2 separate regions of the Mus musculus genome follow, and region 1 is linked to region 2. The links are chromatin contacts, called in public Hi-C maps. All regions are on one chromosome and are shown on one strand. Each heading gives the region's core, a stretch centred on a gene start, on an enhancer-like site or on the middle of the called end of the contact. The rest is flanking DNA. Distances are from core to core; before and after follow the strand shown.

Region 1 (6,107 bases), core at 3,274-5,773, 270 kb before region 2:
GAATGAAAGTTAAAGTCACAAATTAGAATATTGTAGAATATTGCTCATCTACCAAGGAAGCTATCTGTAACTAAGGAAACAAAATGTACTTAGGAACCAGCCCAGTTTACAAAGAAAGATCAACTGAAAAGAGCAGGAGAGAGATCAGTGGATTGTGAAACCCTTATTCCAGGTGACAAGGTTACTAACTGACATCAGGGCGGGACATATTTATGGCTGCAGTATGGTTTTTGGGAGACTTGTACATGATGTATCGTGATCATTCAGGGGAGGCAGCACTCCCACCTTCTTAAACACTGGGTGCTTCTTTGGAACAATTCTCCATTTTTTTTCCTCTTCTAGATTGGGATTAAATAGATGATCAGCTATTACAAACTACAGCTCTCTGTACTGCAGAACACTAGAACCTGGTTTTCCTCCTTTGCCATGCTTGATACCTACTGTCCACAATCCCTCAGTCCCCACCCTCACCTCCCCTTACTTGATCGAATGACCCCTCTTCTATGATTTTCATTTATAAGATCAACTTATTTTAGCTTCTCTATATAAGGGCATATTGTGTTGCTGTTGTTTTTGTTTACCCCTGCCTCCTTTCATTTAACATAGTATCTTGTTTTATCTGTTTTCACCTAAGTAGTCAGATTTCCTGCCTTTTTATTGCTAGGTAATATTTCACTCTGACTGTTTATTGCCTTTGAGGTCAAGCATCCCACTGATTTCCATGTCAGGTGAGTCTGCCTTGGTTATTGTGAACACTGTTGCCTGGAACCTGGGAGCACAGGGTACCTCTTTGATACACTGACTTCCAGGTGACTTCTTGTCTAGGACATGCTAATCACCATTCAGAGTCTGTGAAAGAACACTAATGTAGTGTCTATCTTATCAGAAAGGGGAGTTCTGCTACGAAGAAAGAACACATTCACTTACCTAATCATGCTCCTAACTTAGGAGAACAAACTAAAATCATACCTATTGAAGCATGTCTCTTCTGGTTCTGGGAACCTAACTAAGTGAACAAGTGCTTTGCTGTGCAAACATGGGGACTTGAGTTTGGATCTTTAGCACCCACATAAAGGCCAGGCATGACAAACTGCATCTATAGTCCCAGCTCTGGGGAGGTAGAGACAAGCACACCCCTGGAGTTCATTAGTTTGGCCACTCTAGCAGAACTGGTATGAGACTGACTCCCTGTTCTAAAACACATAAGAAGTGACAGAGGCAGATACCTATTGTTGACCCCTCACCCCTGCAAACACATTCACATCCAACTGCAGGCACACATGCACATCCTCACATGAACATGCAAACCTACCATAAACGTTCACATAAAAAATACATCCCTGGTCACAGATACACACTTATGTGGCAACCTCAGCACAGTACCACACACCAGCACAGTCACAAACACCCACTATTATAAACTAGCAGCTACAACAACTGGAAGCTCAGGAGAAGCTGGAAGGCAGGGGAGGAAGATTTCCTTTCAGCTGCAATTTTCTCTCTCCTTCTGATCCTTTTACAAGCACGTGTTGCATGTGCTTTGACTATTTTTTAAAAGAAGGAGGAAAAAATAGGAGAAAATGAAGGAAGAAAGAAACCCTTGGGCGGTTTTCTCACCCGGGCTTTGTCACAAGGCCTTTTTCTGACAGCATCACTCTGCTGTCTAAGCTCCCTTTTTGTGAGCACCTCTGAAGAAACAGGGAGAGACAGGAAGGTGCTTCTTGATGTCAGAGACTGTCAGTGGCAGTGCAGGTAGAGAGGGCCAAGCCCTGGGACTGTTCACCTTTCCACAGTAGGAGGGCGGAGCTTCAGAGGAGCAGTGCATCCTTAAATTATTTGCCAGGGAAACCAGGCAAAATAGAGCCTGCTTCCATAAGTCAGACAAAAAGCCCAAACTACTGGATTTTTGCTAGGGTCGTCCTGATGTGGGATCTAGATGTGACTCTTTCATGGTTGGTCCTCTATGTCCTGTTGATGAACTCACACATGGGAGCCCTGACATTTCTTTCTAGTGCTAGAAATCCTAGAGCTACCTGTAGTTCCAGGAAAGGAACCAAGACCTAAAGATGCACATCTGGCCTGGAGTCTCCAGTATGCACAAAGGTGCACAGTCTAGGGACACGGAGAATATAAGCAACCCAAACATGTTCCCTCCTCTCTTAGAACCGGGAGAGCTTGTAGGATACTTAGTGAGTAAGGATACATACTGCACAAGAAGGAGGGCCTAAGTTCAAATCCCCAGCACTCATGTAATGAAGCAGACATGGCCGCAAGTGTGTGTTTGAGCCTGGTAGTGTAAGGAGCAGAGCCAGAGGGATCATGGGAACTTGCTGGCTGCTGGGCTAGCTTCAAGCTCAGTGAGAATCTCTGTGCCAGGGGAACGAGGGGAAAAGCGATAAATCAGGACACTCAGTGTTCTCTGCGACCTCTGCTTGTGTACACTGGCATGCATTTGTGCACATATGTCCACGTACACCAAGTCAATAAATAATAAACAGAATAATAAGGAAAATCAGTTAGCTTTAGGATAAATAACCTCTTTTAATACATGTTACTAATATATTTGCATTTCTTCTGGGTTATAAAAAGCAAATTTTGACATTTTTATCTAGGCAGGAAGGGGCCCATAGCAATTCCATTTCCATCCCGGCACTAGATCATCCCTATTTCTTGACCTTAGTGTGTACTGAGATATTCTGTTTGACCTTTCCCTTAGCTAGAGTCTATTCATTATTTATATGCGACTCTCCTTCCCTCTTTCCTGATCCTCTCCAACTGCTCTAAACACTTCTTTCTCTTTGGTTGAAAATTCACCAACAATCAGAGGCCTCACCATAATCTCATACTTAAATTTCTGTTCCTTGTGTACATGATTCCTGCTTCTTCATGGTAGTAAAGGGACACTTACACCAGTGTAAGATATCCACACTGTAAACTCTACACACCCTGGTCTCACATTCAAATAAATAAAGTGACCCCTGTCATAATCTCCACATTCATTGTCACATATATACCTTGCTCTTCCATTCCTGAACCTCTTCCCCCACAGACCCTGAATCATGGCAGATACTTAAATTTTTCCAACTGTTGTGCCTCCAGCTTCTGCTAACAGACTTTTACAAAAGCTGTCCCTGAAAGCCCTCCCTTTCCACAGCTTCCTAGCAAAAACCTTAGCCATGTTTAGATCCTAGTTCTGATGTATCCTCTTCCAAGCAGCCTTCCAAGATCCTATGTGCAAAAGATGTTCCACTTTGTTCCTTCACCCCTGAACTCCTCAGCATCTATCAGGACCAGCCTCTGTCCAAGGGAATTTGTAGACTGTGAGACATACCTTAGCATGTATGATAAAAATAAAGATCCAAGAGAAAGGACCTTGGAGGAGGAAGGAGGAAAGACACACAAATAATATCAAGCTCTGTAGCACTGTGGGCAGCTGGACCTTCCTAGAGCTCAGGGGACACAGGAGGCTGAATAGAAGGCACCGAGCTAACCCCATGACAGAAAACTGTCACTGGCACAGGCAAGGCTTCTCTTGAGTGACATTCCTAACCTGTCCTGTTCCAGGCAAAGGAGTTTTAGGGCCATGCACTGGAAATGGCAATACTGCAGGGACACCCACAGCTTCTGCTGCAGCCTGCTTGCCTGCCTCAAGCGCCCAGCAGGATTCTGGGCTGTCATAGATACTTGGCAAGTATTCACAAAGAAACCCATTTTTCAAGTTCTTTGAAGGTGGGGTCTGCCTTTTATTTTCTGCCTGGCACAGTAGATAAGAATTCAAATCACACATGCTAAGTGAAGAAGGTTGCACAGTTTAACTTAATCCCCCACCTCCTGGCTGGGCTGGGACCAGGCTATGTGAGCTGAGCCCACACTTCATTTGTTCCTCTCTCTAGTTTGCACATGCTTATTCAGGCACACACTGCAGACCCATCCCAGCTCTTGTGAAGCTTAGCACTGGATTCAGTGAAGAGGTTCAGTAATCTCTCTGGAAAATGCACCAGTGACCAGAGGAACAGCACAGGAATGCTAGAAGATTCTAGGTCATTCCTGAATATGCTTGCTTTCCTGCAGTTTCTGGTGTCTTTGCTATTTAGGAACTGTTCTACTGTATCTAGGAACTGAGGTAAGCATCTACCAGGAGAGCTGCAGTTACCCCACCATATCTCCCATGCTTCTTTGAAATCATATCACGAAAAGGATATGCCAAGAAAGTGCCTACAGACCCAGTCATAGCCAAGGACTCAAACAAAGACAAATTATGTAAGCCTGAGCAACGGCATCAGGCAAGGGAAGGACAAGCCAGGTTTTCCAGCCAATTTCAGAGCAGACCAGCTGCTCTGCATCATTGAGATATCTGCCTTCCTAGGACACCAGACATAGGTCACCCATCAGTCATTCATCTTTTTGATGAATTGTGCTGTCCGGCATACCCTTTCCAAAATGTGCTTCTAGATGGTGAGGGTGGCTCAGGGTGACTGTTCATGCCACATTCAGCCCCCACAGCCAACTGAGTCTACTCTCTGAACTACAGCAGGAAACGCCTACTTGTCATCTTGCTCCAAGCAAGGAACAAAGCAACCCAATGGTGTATGAACTGAAATTTGCCTGGGGAGAAGCATTCCATGCCTGAGTTTATTGAGACCTGGCATCCTTGGGACCTGATGGGGAGACCAAGGATTTATGGGCATGACTCAACTCCGATATGCTTCAAACCACATGGCTAAAAATGAGTACAGGAGACTTGGCTGCTCCTCAAGGCTCTGTTCCCTGTTCACAACATCTTGAACAAATCATGTCTCTCTGGGCCCCCATCTTCCCCTCTAAAAAAATGAGAGAATCACCTCGATGTCCATTCCCCTTTGTGCCACATGCTCAAGTTTAGTCATGAGTGACACAGCACTTAGCACTAATATCCTTGCTACGGGATTTGCATGTCGATAAGGGAATTGCATTCATTCTATTTTTCCACCAAGATGCTGTTAGAGTAAAAATGCCTCAGGATCCCCTGCTCTGATGAAAAGTGTGTGTGTGTGTGTGTGTGTGTGTGTGTGTGTGTGTGTGTCTGTGTGTGTGTGTTATAGTTTTAAGTAGAATGAGAAACAAGAAAAGGAGATGAAGGATTTGAACCTAGCTCTTTTACCATGAACTTGATTTTATTCCATTCATGCAAAAGAGCCACATAGGAATCATTCTGACCACCAGAGGGCTTTCCACACTGACAAAATGCATTAAAAAAGACAGAAGATGGTGAAATTAAAAATTGGAAAGTTCCAAGTTACACTGTTGAGCTCTATAAAGGACTGGGCCTGAATTAAATACGATTAAAAAGGAAACCCGAGGTTTCCTTGAGTTTGGCATGTTTCTCTATATAGTGGGGAAGAAAAGCTGCCATTCTTCCTAAATGTCAGAAAAACATTCAAAGTACTTGTCTGGGCTGGGAAGCCAGCAGGACATTTCAAACGATCTATTGCCGTTTTAATCACGGAGTCAGTTATTAGTTCCCGAATGCTAGAGCATGGTTTGCACCCTTTGGCTTCTTCAGTTGAAAGTCAGAACTGCCCTCAACGATAGTGCACTGCAACCCTCGAGGCCATTCATGTGAATGTGGAGTGAGAGTGGGTGGGCTACATTGTGACGTCACAACAGACTTCTCCTGGGGAAGATGACAAGCTTGGTGAAGGGTGAGCCTGAAGGTATCGAAAAGAGACAGCACTTAAAAGGAAAAACAGCGCTGAGCGTGGAGACCACTTCCATCCCCTGAAAATGCAAAAATATGTAAACAGAACTGCAGATATGCAAAAACTGAAATTTCCCTATAAGAATTTTCTTGTATTTTATCATCATAAGCTAAATGCCAAATAACTGACGAAATGCCTGATCAACCTTAGATCGAAATTCTTAGCATTTACCAATAGTCTGGCTTAACCAATGATATGGCCCTTGGCAGAAATAAAAGCAACACGAAAACAAATGCCATACTAGAAAATAAAAAAGAACTCAGGGCTGGAAAGAACACTGATTGTTCTTACAGAGGACCTGAGTTCAATTCCCAGCAACCACATGGTGGCTCACAACCATACGTAATGGGATCCATTGTCTTCTTCTGG
Region 2 (5,281 bases), core at 267-2,766:
GGCCCTGCTTCCTACCAGCTCTCTTCTTCCTGTCTACAGATCCAATGTTGATCAGCCACCCCACAGTCTTAACACCATAACTTCCCGCCATGATGGACTGTGTCTCCTTGAACTGTAAGACAGAATAAACCCTCTCTTCCTCAAGTCGTTCTTGTCACAGCATGGCAAAGAGTAACTTGCACACCTATGAATATGCAAACTTCCCTAAAAGAGATCTTTTGACAGCAATGTTGAAGACCTGGTCCTTGGACTGTATGCATCCAATTTATAATAATCAGGCTTTTTCTGTGGCCCACAAGTCTCCTGGATTGTTATTAGTGTTGCCTTGGTTAGGAAGCTGCAATATGATCCTATGACTAGAAATACTGGCATAATTTATTGCATTATTACTCCTCTGAACTGAAAGCAATTAATTACCTGAAGCAGGATGCACAAGCAAAAATTTATCAGGGGAAAGTGATGAAAAATGTAACCACTGCTTTAAAATAATAGATGCTTAATGGGGTTTTTTGTTTGTTTGCTTGCTGCCTTAAGTCAGGCATCTTACAAACAGGTCCAGCTTGGATGTCTATCGTAAATCCCCTCTACTTTTACCCCGACTCCTGCTGTACTGTTCTATCATCCTCTATCTCATTGAAGGGAGGAAGAAATGTCTAAGGTATCCACTTAACAGGAGAAGAGAAGAGAAGCTCCTCTCCTCATAGGAAACTTATTAATATAACTGTAGAATTGCATGATAAGATGCATACATGTGTTTATTGTGTATGTTGCTAAGACAAATACATCTCCCTGACTGGTATGTCTTTCTAGCTTGATGCTTTACTTTAAAACTTATAAAAACTCATACTGGATCAAAAGATATATTTTAGGTGATGTGTGTGTGTGTGTGTGTGTGTGTGTGTGTGTGTGTGGTGTACATATATGAAGTTTTTAGTTATATTTGTAAAGCCTACATTGGAAATCCTCAATGATGACCTCCGAGAATCTTTTTTTACTACCACATTCCTACCTTTCACTTTAACTCCACTATTGTCCAAGGTCCAGAAAGAAGAAAGAAACAGGACCTTATTATATTATTTGTATATTTCATGAATATGTGAAAGATAGGAGTGGGGTGAAATTCACTGTTTCTGCTTTTCAGAATTATTCACATCTGTATGATTCCGTAATTGTTTCTTCTATAAAGTTATTGGAGTAATTTTGCTTCCGTATATTCCCGATCAATTCCCCCTCTCAAGGGCACAGTTGAAAAGTGATATTTGAGAACGGCCTCTGATAGATTGCATGGTTAGTCAGCAGCAGAGACAAACAACCTAATCCAGCACAAATTAGTTCGGCTGCCAGCAATAGTTTTATACAAAGATGTAAATTATGTTGTCAAAATCGGTGGCTTTCTAGCTTGCTGCTCAGCTAACAAGAAACCACTTTGGCTGATAAAGATGAACACTAAGCGTCCCTCTCTCACAAATTTGCAAATCTGCCATTTCAGCATTCTGCTAGCCACAAACAAACGGCCGCTGTAATTGCTTCTTTCTTCCACCCCTGGTGTTTTTCCTCCTTGAGCTGTTCCTTCCAGGCTGCTCTCGAAAATAATAACAACAAAAGCCCAAAAGCGCCACCATAATAAATACTCACAACTCCCAGAACCAAAAGGAAGGGAGGCGCTGTAGCAGCCAGTCCTCAGGTCTCCTTACTATCCTTCTTATGCAGGCATGGCCCAGCCCACTCACCCATGGCTGGGGGCCACGCAGACCCAGGCCCTGTCACTCCAGGTGCTGCCAGCTAAAAGACCGTGAGGGCAGGACAAACTCTTGGCTTTAATGGAAATGGAAATATTCTTGGAGCTTTGGACAAGGATTGCTATTGACACGGGCCCATCCATTCTTCTTTATTTCACAAGCTCCCATTACTGGGAAGGGAGCAGGAGAGAGTATACTTTCAAGGGACCCAAGTAGAGAGCTTCACCAGGCTGCCTGGACAAACTGGAATCAGATATATCTAATGCTGGACTGAAAATAATAACACATTATAACGGTAATTATACCCAGCATAAGTCAAATAAATAAATTATAAATTACAATTACCCTTTACAGTTGCTAGTCTCTCTGTTTGCTCTACAATTAACTGCAGGTGCTTCTGTGTGTTTTATTACCACCCCAAAGTTATATATTTGAAAGAATGGTACAGATGATTCCTGTTTATTTGTTAAATTAAAGCATTGTTGGTAAAATTACAGCTTAATTAATATTATGGGTACTATATAACAAAATAGTTTACCTTGTACATAATTTATTTCCGCATGCGTATCTCAGCCCAGAACCATTACAGCTTTAAGGCAGCTAAAATAAAATATCCCTCCTTTGCTGGCATTTTTCTAAATAGCAGTTCACTAAATCAATATTATTCACTTGGTATTTTTAAAAGCAGTGTATCTTAATAATTACCCAGCATTAGAGTAGGCAATAATTTTACTTGCTAAGCATATTAAATTTAGCAAACCATCAGTCAAATAGTTTGTTCTCTCTGAGAATGGGTAAGCAGTGAGTGAGTTTGGAATCATGTTCCCTTGGTATAAATGTCACAGGGAGTTTAGGAATGCGTCTGTGACTCCCTAAGCCAGCCGGCACTATATATCTTTATTAGTTTCAGTGGTCAGCGCGGTGACCGGTTGTTTATTCTCATTACTCAAGACAAGGTGAGCCACTCGGCAGTAGCTGCAATCACAGCTAAAAACATATGACTTTGCAGAAAGAAAAAACCTGAAGGCAAGGCTACCCACACAATGGCCTAGTCACCGACCACCACCAGAGGGACTGGGAAAGGGGTGGGGAAAAGACGTCAGCATGCACACACTAAGTTTTGGACATGTGCACTCAATCTATCACGATCCTTGTATCTCTGCCTTGTCTTATATTTTGCCATTGTTCTTAATTCACTATAAAATAGCAATCATTTCCTATTTCTCTTGTCTTTATCCAAGACTGAATTTATTCTTTTTTCTCAAGTTCATGGATAACTCTTGAACCACATTCTTTCTTCATAATACTATTACCCTAAATAAAATAAATACCCTCCAAATGCCAAGCTCCATTCTCTCTCATAAATGTCAACACTCCACACCACACACACACACACACACACACACACACACACACACACAGAGTTCTTTTTCAGAAAATCAATTCTACTACTACCTAATACAAAAGTAGGCAAGTGCCACCCTAAAAAGTTACTATTAGATTAATGAATTTAGAGAAATGATGGCCCCAACTATGTGATTTTAATAAGTGACTAGGAGTTGATAACTAAGGGGGGGCGAAGACATGTGGGGATCAGGAAGAAGGGACAGTGCTCTTTCTTCTTCAGTTCCCAGCTTTCCTCTCTTCCTACTCAAGGGTACAGCAGAGCCTCTCCTTCTATGGAATATATAGGGGCCACCTTAGTTTACCACAGAGAGAGACAGGGACAGAGACAGAGAAAACAGAAAGAGACAGAGAAGCAGAGAGAGAGAGAGAGAGAGAGAGAGAGAGAGAGTTTAGAGAAGCCTTTGCCTGAATCTATTTTTGCTAAAGTCAAAGCCACATCTCCAGTTTTGTTTTGTTTTTTTTTTTTTTTTTCAGAAAGCCTACAGAACTCAGGGAAATGTCTGATGGCCTTCTGCACCCAGGAGGATTCTGAAACATCACAGTTTTGCCAGTCCCCTGGTCTGTGTGCTTTCAACACAGATCTGCTTGCATTAGGGGTGGGCATCTCTCTGGTAAGACATCCAGTGGCTACCAAGGAACATATCGTCCAACTGTAGGCAGAACTGCTTGGCCAGGAATGCAAAGGGAATAATGTCTGGCTGAGAGATCAATGATAGGAGAACAAGGCACTCATTCCAATCACCTTACTTACCAACCAACCAACCAACCAACCAACCACCCAACCAAGAGAAGTGCCTACAAGTACTTCTTCAGTGCTGAGCACGGTGCTGACCATAGAGGAAGAAGTAGAAGATAGCAGCTGTGTGTGAATAAGAATACCAAGAGAGTCCAGTGTTCTTCTTCAAAACAATAGCATAAAGGCTAGCGTCCTAAGTATCAATTGTCAAATGAGATACTCATCCAGCAATTACTACCTGAGTAACTCACAGTTACTAAAATTAGGCAGTAAGAAGAGGGTTTGCAGAAGAGATGAGCTTTTTGACTAGATCTCAAAAATTTGATCTAAAATCTGAATGTTGGAGAAGAGAGAAACTTATTCAAAATGAGCAAAACCAAAGGCTACAAAGGTGAGGTGGCAGGACTTGAAACTCAGGAGCCACTTCTGTACAACCAGGATAATACTCAGAGGTACACAAGAGTACAGAAGGCCACACTCCTGTTGTGAATGCTACCCCAGGTCCACCCCAGAGCAGAACAATAAGCAAAGGTTTCAGCCCACTTGCACAGCTTAGGTCATCCAAAGTAGCATAGTTCTAGGTGCAACATCCTGCCGATGCTAAGAGTCATGAGGGAAAATGTTTGCAGGTGTGGTCTTGAGTTTCATATCCTTTTCCCTGTGATAGTTCTATCTCATGTGGAATTTTCCTTCTCTAACATAAGTAATCAGGTCTGGGTAGAGTTGAGAGATGACTAGGCAACTTCTGTGAATATGGCAATTCTCATTCCAGGGAAAAGACCAGAGGCGCACTCAGCCCTCTGCAGGGCCTGCTCTGAGAGTGCCAGCTTGGGACATCACACTGCAATTGGACCAGAGTTTGCACCCAAAATAAGCACAGGATATAATATTCGAGAGGAGGCTAATGAGAGTGTAGTAAAACAAGGCTCTAGAGAGGAAAAAAAAACATGAAAACATCATTCATTGCATTGGCCCTTAATCTGGGCTACTTTGGTTACAGATAAAGACACCAAGACTCCAGCTAAGTATATGGGCAGGGTCCTCTGGCTGTCAGGTTTATAGAGGCCAACTGAGAACCACAAGCTTCCTAACATTTAAGGTAACGGTGCCCCCCTTCTTGCACCTCTAAGAGAGTGACTTGTGATAGCAAGTTAGGATGCAGGGTCCCCTCCAGAAGACACAACTATTGTTTAAAGAAAAGAAAGTCACAGAAAATGAGATAGAAATGAAGGGTGAGACAGAAACACTTACATGACTATATTTCTTTCCATGCCCATTCAAGAAGAGAAAAATATTTGATGCTCTCTTCATTCAGAGCACAACCTTGAGTGTGCAACCTTTAATTCATCAATGAATTACAACTGTTGACCTTGATTGAAACCAGCAGTATGTACTGCAA

What was found. Hi-C and Micro-C count contacts between places; a contact is called where the count stands out from the background.
Region 1: a Hi-C map of uterus shows a contact between it and region 2, with 4 times the contacts expected there. The contact joins two enhancer-like sites. A contact is called at or near these places in 4 of 484 Hi-C or Micro-C datasets (the HPC-7 cell line, nephron progenitors and uterus) and 1 of 115 datasets of contacts at active chromatin or transcription factors (embryonic limb bud).

What each region holds. Positions count from the first base shown.
Region 1 is chr14:22,443,832-22,449,938 of GRCm38.p6, reverse strand. All of the region lies in intron 2 of Lrmda (leucine rich melanocyte differentiation associated), which reads right to left. Among named protein-coding and RNA genes, the nearest start is that of 4930405A10Rik, 96 kb to the left of the region's middle. Within about 2 kb of position 4,523, at least 23 of the 459 cell types and tissues checked have an H3K27ac peak or open chromatin away from gene starts, as enhancers often do. A contact at or near this core is called in uterus, where this site is marked.
Region 2 is chr14:22,172,391-22,177,671 of GRCm38.p6, reverse strand. All of the region lies in intron 2 of Lrmda (leucine rich melanocyte differentiation associated), which reads right to left. Among named protein-coding and RNA genes, the nearest start is that of Gm41107, 140 kb to the right of the region's middle. Within about 2 kb of position 1,516, at least 6 of the 459 cell types and tissues checked have an H3K27ac peak or open chromatin away from gene starts, as enhancers often do. A contact at or near this core is called in uterus, where this site is marked.